3 separate regions of the Mus musculus genome follow, and all the other regions are linked to region 3. Evidence: chromatin contacts called from public Hi-C and promoter capture Hi-C data. All regions are on one chromosome and are shown on one strand. The core of a region is the stretch at or near the end of the contact, and the rest is flanking DNA. Distances in the headings are between cores, read along the strand shown.

Evidence for each region. Promoter capture Hi-C pulls out the DNA fragments that hold promoters and counts their contacts. Hi-C and Micro-C count contacts between places; a contact is called where the count stands out from the background.
Region 1: a Hi-C map of CD4 T cells shows a contact between it and region 3, with 1.8 times the contacts expected there. The contact joins the enhancer-like site here to the promoter of Afap1 in region 3.
Region 2: a contact with region 3 is called in a promoter capture Hi-C map of hippocampal neurons, with 2.9 times the contacts expected there. The contact joins the enhancer-like site here to the promoter of Afap1 in region 3. A contact is called at or near these places in 2 of 39 promoter capture datasets (embryonic stem cells and hippocampal neurons), 2 of 15 datasets of contacts at CTCF or cohesin (both in embryonic stem cells) and 4 of 484 Hi-C or Micro-C datasets (the HL-1 cell line, embryonic fibroblasts and embryonic stem cells).

What each region holds. Positions count from the first base shown.
Region 1 is chr5:36,087,958-36,091,646 of GRCm38.p6, reverse strand. The region is part of intron 3 of Sorcs2 (sortilin-related VPS10 domain containing receptor 2); the gene reads left to right. Gm52811 (a long non-coding RNA gene) reads right to left here. Exons shown (of 3, transcript XR_003955892.1): 3 at 1,978-2,065. Among named protein-coding and RNA genes, the nearest start is that of Gm52811, 4.8 kb to the right of the region's middle. Within about 2 kb of position 2,241, at least 103 of the 459 cell types and tissues checked have an H3K27ac peak or open chromatin away from gene starts, as enhancers often do.
Region 2 is chr5:36,022,670-36,026,095 of GRCm38.p6, reverse strand. Sorcs2 (sortilin-related VPS10 domain containing receptor 2) reads left to right here. Exons shown (of 27, transcript NM_030889.2): 23 at 151-276; 24 at 1,430-1,529; 25 at 2,002-2,104. Among named protein-coding and RNA genes, the nearest start is that of Gm52811, 61 kb to the left of the region's middle. Within about 2 kb of position 1,770, at least 9 of the 459 cell types and tissues checked have an H3K27ac peak or open chromatin away from gene starts, as enhancers often do. A contact at or near this core is called in hippocampal neurons, where this site is marked.
Region 3 is chr5:35,891,350-35,895,116 of GRCm38.p6, reverse strand. It overlaps Afap1 (actin filament associated protein 1), which reads right to left and starts at 1,798. Exons shown (of 17, transcript NM_027373.2): 1 at 1,577-1,798.

The DNA of each region.
Region 1 (3,689 bases), core at 992-3,491, 200 kb before region 3:
AACTGGCCTGTAGCATAGTCCATTTCTGTCCCTGTCCCATCTCTGCCCACCATCTCCCTGCCTCATTCCCTGCCTTTGCCATAGAGAAGACACCAGGCCACTGTGGCTTGATGCTTCCCTGTCACACAGCTGCAACCTGGAACTTTCCCTATGGTTCCTCCCAGTAGGCTCAGGCCTGTCTCTTCCATCCTCTCCATAGCTCGAGAGGCCTTGTCTTCCTCACACTTCGTGCCCTCCCCATCACCTTGCTGGATGGATCTCCTGACCCATCCAGCCTCTTTAGGTTTTGTTCAAGCACTGCCTGACAGCATGGGACTAAGTCCTCCTCTGAGTCCTGAGTTGCTTGTTTCTGCCTGTCTTGTCAGTGCCTATCACAAGCCAGCCTGTGCCGTGTGAAGCCAAGGATCTGGGCTGAACATACTCTCCAGCTCAGGGAAGGATGGACACAAAGGGCTGAAGGTCACCCAGTGTGCACCCTTCCCATTTCTGCAGGCTGGGTCTTAGCGTTACTGCCTCCTCATTTACCTCCTGGAGCCACGGGTCCAGGGATGACAGTGTGCCTGGGATTGGAGTTGCTGTCTCTGGGTCCTGAGCATTGCCCTCTTGAGAGACTTGATGTCGTGAGAATTTTGGTTTCTTTAAACACACACACACACACACACACACACACACACACACACACACACACAGAGAGAGAGAGAGAGAGAGAGAGAGAGAGAGAGAGAGAGAGAGAGAGAGAGAGATATGCTATGGGAATATGTTTTTGTTTTAATTCCAGGTATAGGGATGTGGGGTTGCTTCAGATTGTCCACAGCCGCTGACTATAGTTTGCCTCATGCTCGAGCAGAGGCATGTTTTGTTGTTGTTGTTTGGTGTGTGTGTGTTTCTTTGTTTGTTTTTGTTTTACCAGATGCAGATAGTTTCTGCAATTGTGTGATGTTTGGAATTCTAGGGACTTTTAAGCAGGGTATATAAGTGCTAGATCCCCAATGGAAAGGGTTGGTAGGCTGGTTGGTGGCTGAACGCTGCAGGCCATGGTTTGTCAAGTAGTCATGTGTGAGGAGATGAAAAGAATAAATTAGATATCCTAACGGTGAAGGTCAAACTTTCCCCAAGGAACTCAGTGCTTCTAGTCAGCAGGAATTAGTCTAGTGATAATGTTGCCCCCTTCCCCCTCTATCCTTTCATAATCTCCTACCTAGAAGTAGGGGGTTGAAAGGGTAGAAGAAGAGGGGTGGAGAAGGAAAGAAAATAGAACCCACAACGTAGCCAAAAGTTGGGCTACAACATGAAATCTTTGCTTTCTTAAGGGAAAGTTTATGTGGCTCGCAGTCCTGCTGTCCACGCCTCACAGTTCAGCTGCTGCACACCTGATCTGACTCAGCATAACCTGGTAGGAGCTCGTGACAGAGGTGACCTGTTGACCCCACGATGGCCAGGAAGCAGAGAGAAAATGTCAAGAAAGAGGCCTGAGTCATGTCCCCTTCAAGGTCACACCCCCAAGTGACCTTCCTCCCACTAGCCCCCCCTCAGGTCCCACCACTTCTACACAGGGTAGGGATCAAGCCTTCATCACGTGGACCTTAGAGACACTTAACTGAACGTCTGCAAGACCTGGCTTACTTCAGCAGAGGGCCATTTAAAAGACACAGAAAGCATTCTATCCAGTCCTGGTACACAGTGAATGAACCTGAGGACAGGACTGTCCTAGGTATGGTTGAGGAGAAGGGTTTTTTTTATAGATATGAGGGAGAGATCAGCCAAAGGCGTCAAGGTTTAAGGCAGGGGGCAGGGGTGAGAAGAGCTGAGAGGAGCCAGGACTTCTTATGCTGGGAGACACTGGTGGCCAGATTTGACGCCAACGGGTACCCCAAGTAGCCATTGGTCCCAGGTTTCTTTGGGACCTAACACACAGTAAGTGTTAATTCAAGTCTGATTATTTTGTCACCTGTGTTGTCCGTGCTGAGTACTCAATGTGCCACTGCCTTGTCACTCGGGTATTGGCTATGGCTGGAGACTGTGGTTTCCGGTGTAAGGTTCTTCTCTGCTCTTCACAGCACTGCTGCTGTAAGAACCAAACCAGAAGGTGGGTGTGGGGGAGTTGAGGGGGTGAGGAAGTTGTGGTAAGAACCAAACAGGAAGTTGTAGTGGTTGGTCAGGCAGGAAACTGCAGTGAGGGCCAACAGAGTGGTAAGGAGCTAACAGGAAGCTGTAAGTCAGAGCCTAACAGGAAACCAAGGAAACAGCTGCAGTGAGGGTCAAACTGAAAGCTATAGAGAAGGCCAACGGGAAGCTGCAGTAAGGACCAAATAGGAAGCTGTGGTGAGGTACAACAGGAAGCTCCAGTGAAGGCCAACAGGAAGCTGTGGTGAGGCCAACAGGAAGCTGCTGTGTGGGTCATTCAGCTCTATCTTCACTGGGTTCTCTGACCAGCTCATGCAAGCCAACTGGCTCTGAGGCCTCCATCATCCACCTCCAGGGATAACGACCAGAATGGCCTCTCACTCGAGCTGAGGCAGCACTTTGGACTGCCTCACTCCTGGACTAGTGGTGACAATGACACCTTAGCCTCTGGTTTGTGAATATTTGATGAGAATGTCTGAGAGGCCCTGTCATTCCCACAGTGCCACCATTACCCCGGCTCAGCAAGCCCTGCAAAGCCAGAACACTAACGGTGCTACCATGCAGTCCCTTGCCTTTCTGCTGTTCAATTAGGACAGATGAATGAACAAATTGTTCACTGATCTAATCTTACACAGTTAACACAACTGTCCTGATAAAAGACAATCTTGCAAACACAGTCACTCCAGAGGATTCACCATCCTCTGCACACTGCCCAGGCGAATAGTTTTCTTTGCATTGTCTGTGAAATGCCTTCAGACAGGCAAACAAACGCAATTAAACCACATTCCCTCCAGGGCCTCCATGCACAGCCCCTCAGAGAACAGAGGTCTCAACAATACCCCAGCCTCGAGCTTCATGTTATTGACAAGATTAGCCATAAATCAAGGCTGTAGAATGTGGGTGGTGAGTTGTTTTTATGTCTCCTGAATTATGCCTGCCTTCTTCGATGACTATCGATCAGGTGCCAGGTTTCAAGGCAGCCCCTGGTCAAGGGAAAGGCGTGCCTCTTCCTTTCAATTTACAAGTGTGCCCAGGGACACTTCTTGGCATTTCAGCAATTGTCAAGTCAGTAATTAAAGCTGAACCAGCTCTTAGCTGACAATCAATTCTGTGATTGTGTTTGAGTGGCTGTTTTACTAAATCAACGCTGAGGGCTCATCAGCCCAGTGTTAGCACAGAGGCTGGGTGGCTGCCACGGCAAACAGAGCCATCCATGCATCTGTGTAAGAGCATATGACTGTGTGACCCTGGGCAAGTCATTTCCCCCGCCAGGCTCCTGCTTCTCTGTCTGGAAGAGAGACAAAGGCATTCTCCCACCCCGGCTGTTATGAAAGACTAAGGTTTGTGTTTATGAATGCATCCTGCCCAGAATTGGGACAGGTATGGGGGGTGAGAGGTTGTGCTCCTGGTCACTGTGATGGTCCCACATGGTGCTGGTGTAGATAAATAACAGGAATCCTGTATATAGTGTTTCCACAACCCCAGTATCCCGTATCCTGTCAATCACTACCCATGGGCCCAGTTCTCACCCTCCCCTCACTCATAAGCTCTGAAGTAAGCCCTCT
Region 2 (3,426 bases), core at 521-3,020, 130 kb before region 3:
CATGATGGGCTGAGGGTCAGGGGTATGGATCAGGGCAGGTGACCAGGATATACCTAGGCCATGAAAGGAGAGCAGATCTTGCTAGAAACTTAGCCTATGGCAAAGGAGAAAGAGCAGAAGAGGAGCCAAGTGTCCTGCCTGTCACCACAGGAGACCAGCATCCCAGAGGAGCTGCTTGTGACTGTGGTAAAGCCAGGGCTGCCCACCATAGCCGACTTGTATGTGCTTCTGCCTCTGCCAAGGCCCACAAGGAAGAGGAGCCTCACAAGTGACAAGGTATGACCATGGCATAGCAGGATTGTGTGGCTGAGGACCCGGAGGGTGGGGGGACGTCACTCCTGACAACCACATTTCTGTGGGGCATCACTTAAAGGTTTAGTTCTTACTATCATGCTGTCTGACCCGGGGTACCACCATCTGCCTGTAGCTCCAAACTCAACAGCATCCAAGGTTAGTGAGATTAGGCAGCTTCCAGGGGGAGAAGGCTAGACTGGGATTGTGTGGATGGTCTCTGTTCTCTTGCATCATTGTCTGGAGCTGTCATGTGACCTCAGCTTCAGTACCAGGAGCACTGGGACATGTGGGTGAGCCCTGTGGGAGACTCTGGCTGCAGGCTACAAGCAAAACAGAATTCAGCACAGGAATTCTAGCACGTCCTCCATGAGGCTCCTTGACCAGGAGCACCTTGGGAACTGTCGTCAGAGAGGTCCCCAGATGCTGAGTGCTGAGTAGCCTGTGGGACAATGGTAGCTTGCTAGGCACTAGGCTGACTGCCTGGTGTTAGTGTGTAGGAATATGTTCAGTGTGAGCCCATAACAAGTGTCCAGATGGAGGCAAAGCCTTCTCTCCTCCAAATGCTGGAATTCTGTGCCTGGCATAGCTTCTGGCTCTGCCCCAGTGGATGTAGCTAAAGTCGGAATCCCAGAGACATAGCCACATGGAAATGAGTGTCAGAGGGCCTCATAATGGGCCCTGGACAGTGACTGATAGGTGGTAAGATACAGATGGTGACGGGCTCTGATGTGTGTCATGAGCCTCACCTACTGGCCATGTTATGGGGAATCTTTTGAGGAGGGCATTGTGCTTGCCACCCCCACCCCCAACTCCCCTCATAGGTAGGATGCCCTGCCCTGTCTCATCTTTGTGAGCTCCCACTTCCTAGAAGCTTCACTGACCAGGGTGGGGGACTTGTGGAGCACTCCAGGTCTTCCAGCTGACACACTGAGACTCTTCTCTCTGTTCTGCGCTGGAATGAGAGCTTGCTGATGGCAGGGCTTCCGGCACCATCAGTGGCTCCTAGTGAACCTGGCTGGTGGGCTTTCATGCCATTCCCTGATAAGGACACTGAGCATCAGCCAGCATCCCTTCCCAGCCCCGAGGGACTCCAGTGGTCCAGGCCTCAGAGCTTTCCTGCCTCCTTTGCTTTCAGAGACTGGCAGCCGTGCAGCAGGCGCTGAACTCTCATAGAATCAGCTTCATCCTTCGAGGAGGGCTTCGTATCCTGGTGGAGCTGAGGGACACAGACACAGGTGACAGACCCGGCTTAGCTCCTCCCTGGAGCAGGGTGGGCATGGGCCCAGGCCTGCGGATGCTAAAAGTGACTGTAGGATTTGAATGGGCTTTTATCTAGCTGCCAGTGACCCTTCTGGCTGGGACATCTCTGGCTAGATGCACCCACCCCTGCACAGCCAGCTCTGGGCCTCACCATCTGGCTTGATCTGTGTGGAAGCAGCTTCCACAACCATCAGGAACCTGCTGATTCATTCAAAACCAGTGCAGAAGGAAGGGGCTGTCCCCTCTGAAGGAAACCCAGCCAAAGTGGGTTATAGTAGGGCTCTGTCAGAAAGGGAGGCCCAAGGCCTCGTGTCGTGTTGTTATCCTTCATAACCTGCTATACACTCAGCCACATGGCAAGGCCTGCTGGACAACATGAGGTAGGCTCATCAGACCCAGGCTGGGGACAACCAGCCCATGGCTGCTCCTCTTGTTCCTCTCCTGTAGGTCCTCAGAGGCCAGGTGGCAGTGGTGGCTACTGGGCCGTGGTGGTCCTCTTTGTCATTGGGCTCTTTGCAGTAGGAGCATTCATCCTCTACAAGTTCAAAAGGTAAGGCCCCTGGCAGCCTTGACATATGGCCCCAGAGGTGGTGGCTTCCACAGGCCATGGAGGAAGGTGGTGTGTGTTCTCCCCTGTACTGTGAGCAGGAAACTCTCAGGCTCCCTTCTGCTCAGCCTGGTCCCCTGCACAGGCCCAGGGCATCTTCTTCAATCACCCTCCGTGGAGGGGATACTGTGCCCTCCAGATAAGGATGCCAGGTCCAAGGAGGCACAGTTCAAGTCCAAGGCCAGTAGGGCCTCCTGGCTTCCCACATCTTGGCTATGGCTGCCACAGGGGCTTCAGTTACCTGAGGGTACCAGAGACTGACTCTAAGGGGTGCTGGGAGACCCTGTGTCTCCTATACAGGGCTTCAGTGTCCTCTTTCCTCTGTGACCTGTCTCACAGTGAACATGGGATAGCTCCAGGGATAATGGAGGCCAGCTATGTCCCTCATCTGCCATGTCTGTGTGCAGAGTGGGGCTGAGAACTGACAGTCCTCTGTGTGGTCTCCAGGGAGGCAGCCTGGAGTAATAGCCATGGGAAGGTACAGGTCCATTCTACAGACACAAGTGCAAGGCTGTTGCTGATAAGCATGGTGGTGCTGCTGAGAGGAAGTCAGCCCACATCCCACACCTCCCTGTGAAACCCACCTGATTCAAGGCCCTGTGCCTATTATTTTTCACCCTCCAGCAGACAACACTCTTGGAACACTCTGCTGTAGAGCAATGTGACAAGACCTCAGACACCTCTGCCCCCACGTACCCAGCATCCTTCATCCTGCAGGGCCAGGACCTAGCTAAGGGGCAGGCAGCCCTTCAGGTGGCTGGCACTGAGTAGACCTGAGATCTGTCCAGATGCTGACCTGCCAGAGGCTTGCCTCAGATAAAGGCTTTCCCCCTCTGAGCCATAGTGTCATTGTCAACAAGAGGGCATGCAAAGGAGGAGACTGCGGTGGGGGTCAGGGGAAGCCAGCTGGGCAGTATTCCTGCCTTGCATGGCTTCAGGATGGTGGCATATGAGCCCTGGGTAGAGGGGCAAGTGGAGGACAAAGCCCTGGGTCTGGGTGTGATCCCCATGACCAAGCAGAGGGAGGCTTCCAGATTTCCGTGTGGGCGGATGTCAAGGTGAGTGCGGGTGCGCCTGTGGACTTGGTCCCATCCTGTGCAGGGCCTGCAGAACTGTGGGTGGTCACTTAGAGGGCAGCAGCATGCTTGCCTGGGGTAGATGGAGCTGGTCCCTGTGGGTGATGTGTCAGCCCCACTCTTCAGATTCCCCAGTAGTAGTGCTACAACCTTCCCCCAGTGTGCTTCATGTGGCCCAAATGACAAAAC
Region 3 (3,767 bases), core at 549-3,048:
TGGTCTCCACATTAGTTAGTAGCTGAGGAGGGCCCAGCCTGAGGGGCAGCATCAGGTCCCCTCCCTGGACCTCACCCCAGGGCTGCCTTCATAAATCTGATCTCCAACTGTAACTGCTTTGGCTTGGTTCCCTGGGTGTAGATTTTCTTGATTCAAACTCATTCTGCAGCACGCCAAGTTCTTGGGAGAGTTTCTTCCACTTGCCAGGCGCTGACTGGGAGTTACAAAGTCAACTCTCTGGCTTTCCAGATTTTTTTTTTCTTCCCAACGGAAGAAATCAAGAAGCTGAGGGCAGAGAGGCTCTGCTCCCTCCAATCAGCACCGGCCTCTGGGTCGCCAGGCCTAAGTCAGGAGTAAGAAACTCCATGGCTGGACTTGCAGCTTCCAGCACAGTGACAGCCCCACGCTCCCCAGAGACCCGCAGGGTGAGGGGCACGTTCTCAGACGGGCTACTCCAGAGCCCGTGTAGCGCCCCCCACCCCGCCCGCTCCCCGCTTCAACTCACTGAATAAAGACAATACCAAAGTCCGGTCCACACCACCTTAGGCTAACTGCGCCCAGCACGCACAGGGCTTCGCTCACCTCACCGAAACTCCAGTGCCCAATGCACACCCAAAGCGGGGGCCAGGACTGAATGGGCAAAGCCTGGGTCGACAAGCCATGGGACACAGGACCAGGATCCCATGCGCGCGTGTCCACGCTGTCACCTTCACTGACACACGAAATCGTACCAATACAGGGACAGAAACAGCCTTTCCACCCGCCAAGCCTCCCCACACACTTAAGTCCACGTAGTTACCTCCGGAGCCATCCACACCACATAGGGAAACAGGAAGGCTCCCTCACACAAGGGTCCCCCAACCCCCGGTCCCTCTTGGTGACAATCAACTAGCTACACCCAAGAAGGAGGGCCGGAAAAGAGCCCACTCGTGGGGTGGCCAGGACCTGGAGGTGCAGAGCCCTCTGTGCCACCCGGCGGCGAGACAATGCCAGGGCGCACAGACTCCTGAGTGCTCGGGTCCATCCAGGCCAGCCCTCTCGGTGTTCCTGTCCCTCTAGAGGAGAAGGCAGCTGCCACCAACCGGGCAGCACACTCTCCGACCCATTTCAGCCGACTGCCAAGCCGGGAACCCCAGTTCAGCCTTAGCGATCGTCCTGCAAGTCCAAATATGCGGTCTGTCCTTTAGGTCTCGGATGACCGGATCTTCGAACAGTTCTTGGAAAACCATCCCAGCCCGCTGACCCTGCCCAGCCCTGTCTGGGGACCCTGAAGGGCCTCGGGGACCCTACCTGGCCCTGGGGACTCTGACCTCCAGGGATCCAACTTAGCCCTGGAGACCCCGTCCACCCCTGTATAGGGACCATGCCCTGTCCGGAGACGCTGCCCTGTCAGGAGTCCCTGGTCAGTCCTGTCTAACACCCTGAAGGGCCTCGATGACCCTACCCGGCCCTGGAGATCCTGCCCAGCCTTGTCTGGGGACCCTGCCCGGCCCAGGGCATCCAGCTTGGGGACCTTGCCCGAGGACATCGTGGGACACCTGGCCCCGCTACGGGTTCAAAGTCGCCGCCGCCTCACCTCAGGATTCAGTGGCTCGTGAGCACTGGACGGCCGAGAGGAGCGCAGCCCGCGGAGCGCCCGCTGCCTCAACAATGGAGCCCGGGGCGGGGCCCTGCGCAGCTCAGCGATCTCTCAGTCGGGACCTGGAGCCCAGACACCGCCGGTGCGAGCTGTGGCCGGAGGATTCTGCGCAGGCGCGACAGGCCCCGCCTGCCTCCATAGCCCCGCCCCCTGAACAGCAAGAACCCGCCCTCTAGCCAATGGTTAGGGAGTTGGGCGGAGGGGGCGGGGCCAGGAGGAACAAAGAGAGGCTGGGCGGGGCCGTGGGTCCGAGCCGGCACCCGGGACTCTGCGCTGATCTGATTTCGCTTCGGGCTCAGCGCCCACGTGGACTAAGCTCAGTGGTACTCGGTGCTCACCCCAAAGCTAGAATTGGTTCTAAAGGAAAACTGATGGTTCTTGCCATCCGAATTGCGATCCTCATAGCCTTGTCCGTCTTCTGGTCGAAGGGTGTTGGTATCATTAAGGGTGGAAAGAAAGAGAAAACTCCCTTTAGGTGCTGTGCCAAGCAGATCCATTTCGCTGTCCTACTTCAGGATCCAATTATTAATCTCATCCCTTTCCTGCTCAGAGCCTTGTTTTTGTTTTTTGTTTTTCCATTCCCCCACCAGGCATGACTCCTATCTACCTACTACCATTTCCATTTATCCATATCTCAATTATCTTTAAAATTCGCCCAAGCCTTAGAGGACTGTTCTGGAATGTATCTCTACAACATTCGTGGATTTCCCTCTATTTCACAACCTGTCCCTCTTCTCCAAGACTTCCCTTCTGCCTCTGACGAGAGCCTTTGTGATCATGGCTGGAGACAGCATGCTTCTCTTGGGATGGATACCCTCATCAGAAGCCCTATCCACATACATGATCACTGCAGGATCCAATCCAGTCAGCAGTGATCACCAGACCTCAGTTGGACTCCCCCCAAATTACAAATAGCTTACTTCCAGAGACAGGCCAGCCTGCCGCTCCTCAGTGAGTCCTGGAGTCCATGCAGAGCCTCAATCCTCCTGTCTGACTCCCCAAGCCAACAGATGATCTGCTTGCCCAGGCACTGGGGCCTCTTGGTACAGCCCCTTATTCGAGAAGAGCTATTCTTGGGAATGGGTTTGATTGGTGTGGTTAGTGTTAATTGTTAACTTGTTGTGAAGGATTACCTCATCGCTGAGCATGCATGTACAAAGTAGTTACCTAGATTTGGTTGAGGTGGGAAGACTAACACTGAAGGTGGGTAGCACTTGTCACTGGGCTCAAGTCCTGGTCTGTTTTAAAAGGAGCCATCTAGTTGAGTTCAGGTATTAATTGGCCTCAGCTTCTTGAAGGTGAGTGTGGTAGGACCAGCAGCCTTCAGCTCCTGACACTGTGACTTCCTTACAGTCAAGGACTGGACCACAGCTGGAGAGCCGTGGGCCAACAGAAACCGTTCTTTCCTAACTTGCTTTTGTCCAGGTATTATCAGGACAACAGAAAAGCGAGACATTCTGGGACACCGTCCTGCTGTACGAGCTGTGCTGGGACACAGAGGCAGGATGGTGGGCTGCTTTGCTCAAAAATGAGAGCAGCTGTGCTTGGGGAAGGCCAGAGAAGGAGACAAATAAAGGGAGCCAAGGAAGATGGGAGGGGAAGGCAGGTGGCGTGAGGATGGGAGAGATGGCTATTATGGCCCGGAACATTCTAAGAACAGAAATGTCTAAAGGCCAGTCACTCCAACCTGTGTTACCCTCTCATGCTGTCATCCTGAGTGTCCTCCAGTGGCCTCAGGCCCGTTTCATATGAGCAGACAGGGTCCAGGGAGGGTTGGGGGTAACTGGTTCTGGTTGGAGTTGAAAGGGGTTGGCCATAAAGGAGTCCTCCAGGGCATCATTCACTATTTTATCCGAAGCTCAAGCAATTCAGTCCAAGTTTTCAAATTGGCTTTTTCAAAGATGACAGACCCTGTTGGCATCTGCATAGATTTCTGGCCAGTTCACTCCACAGCAATAAAATGTGGATGTGGACAGTGCCCCAGGCTCCAAACATAATTGTAGATATTTTCTTCTAAAATGAATCATAACTCATGAAAAATACCTTTAGTTATTTATTTTTGAGCCGTCTGCAGACTCTGGGTCTGTGCTACACTGATGGGGGAGGACATTAATCTCTTTCCTGGCTC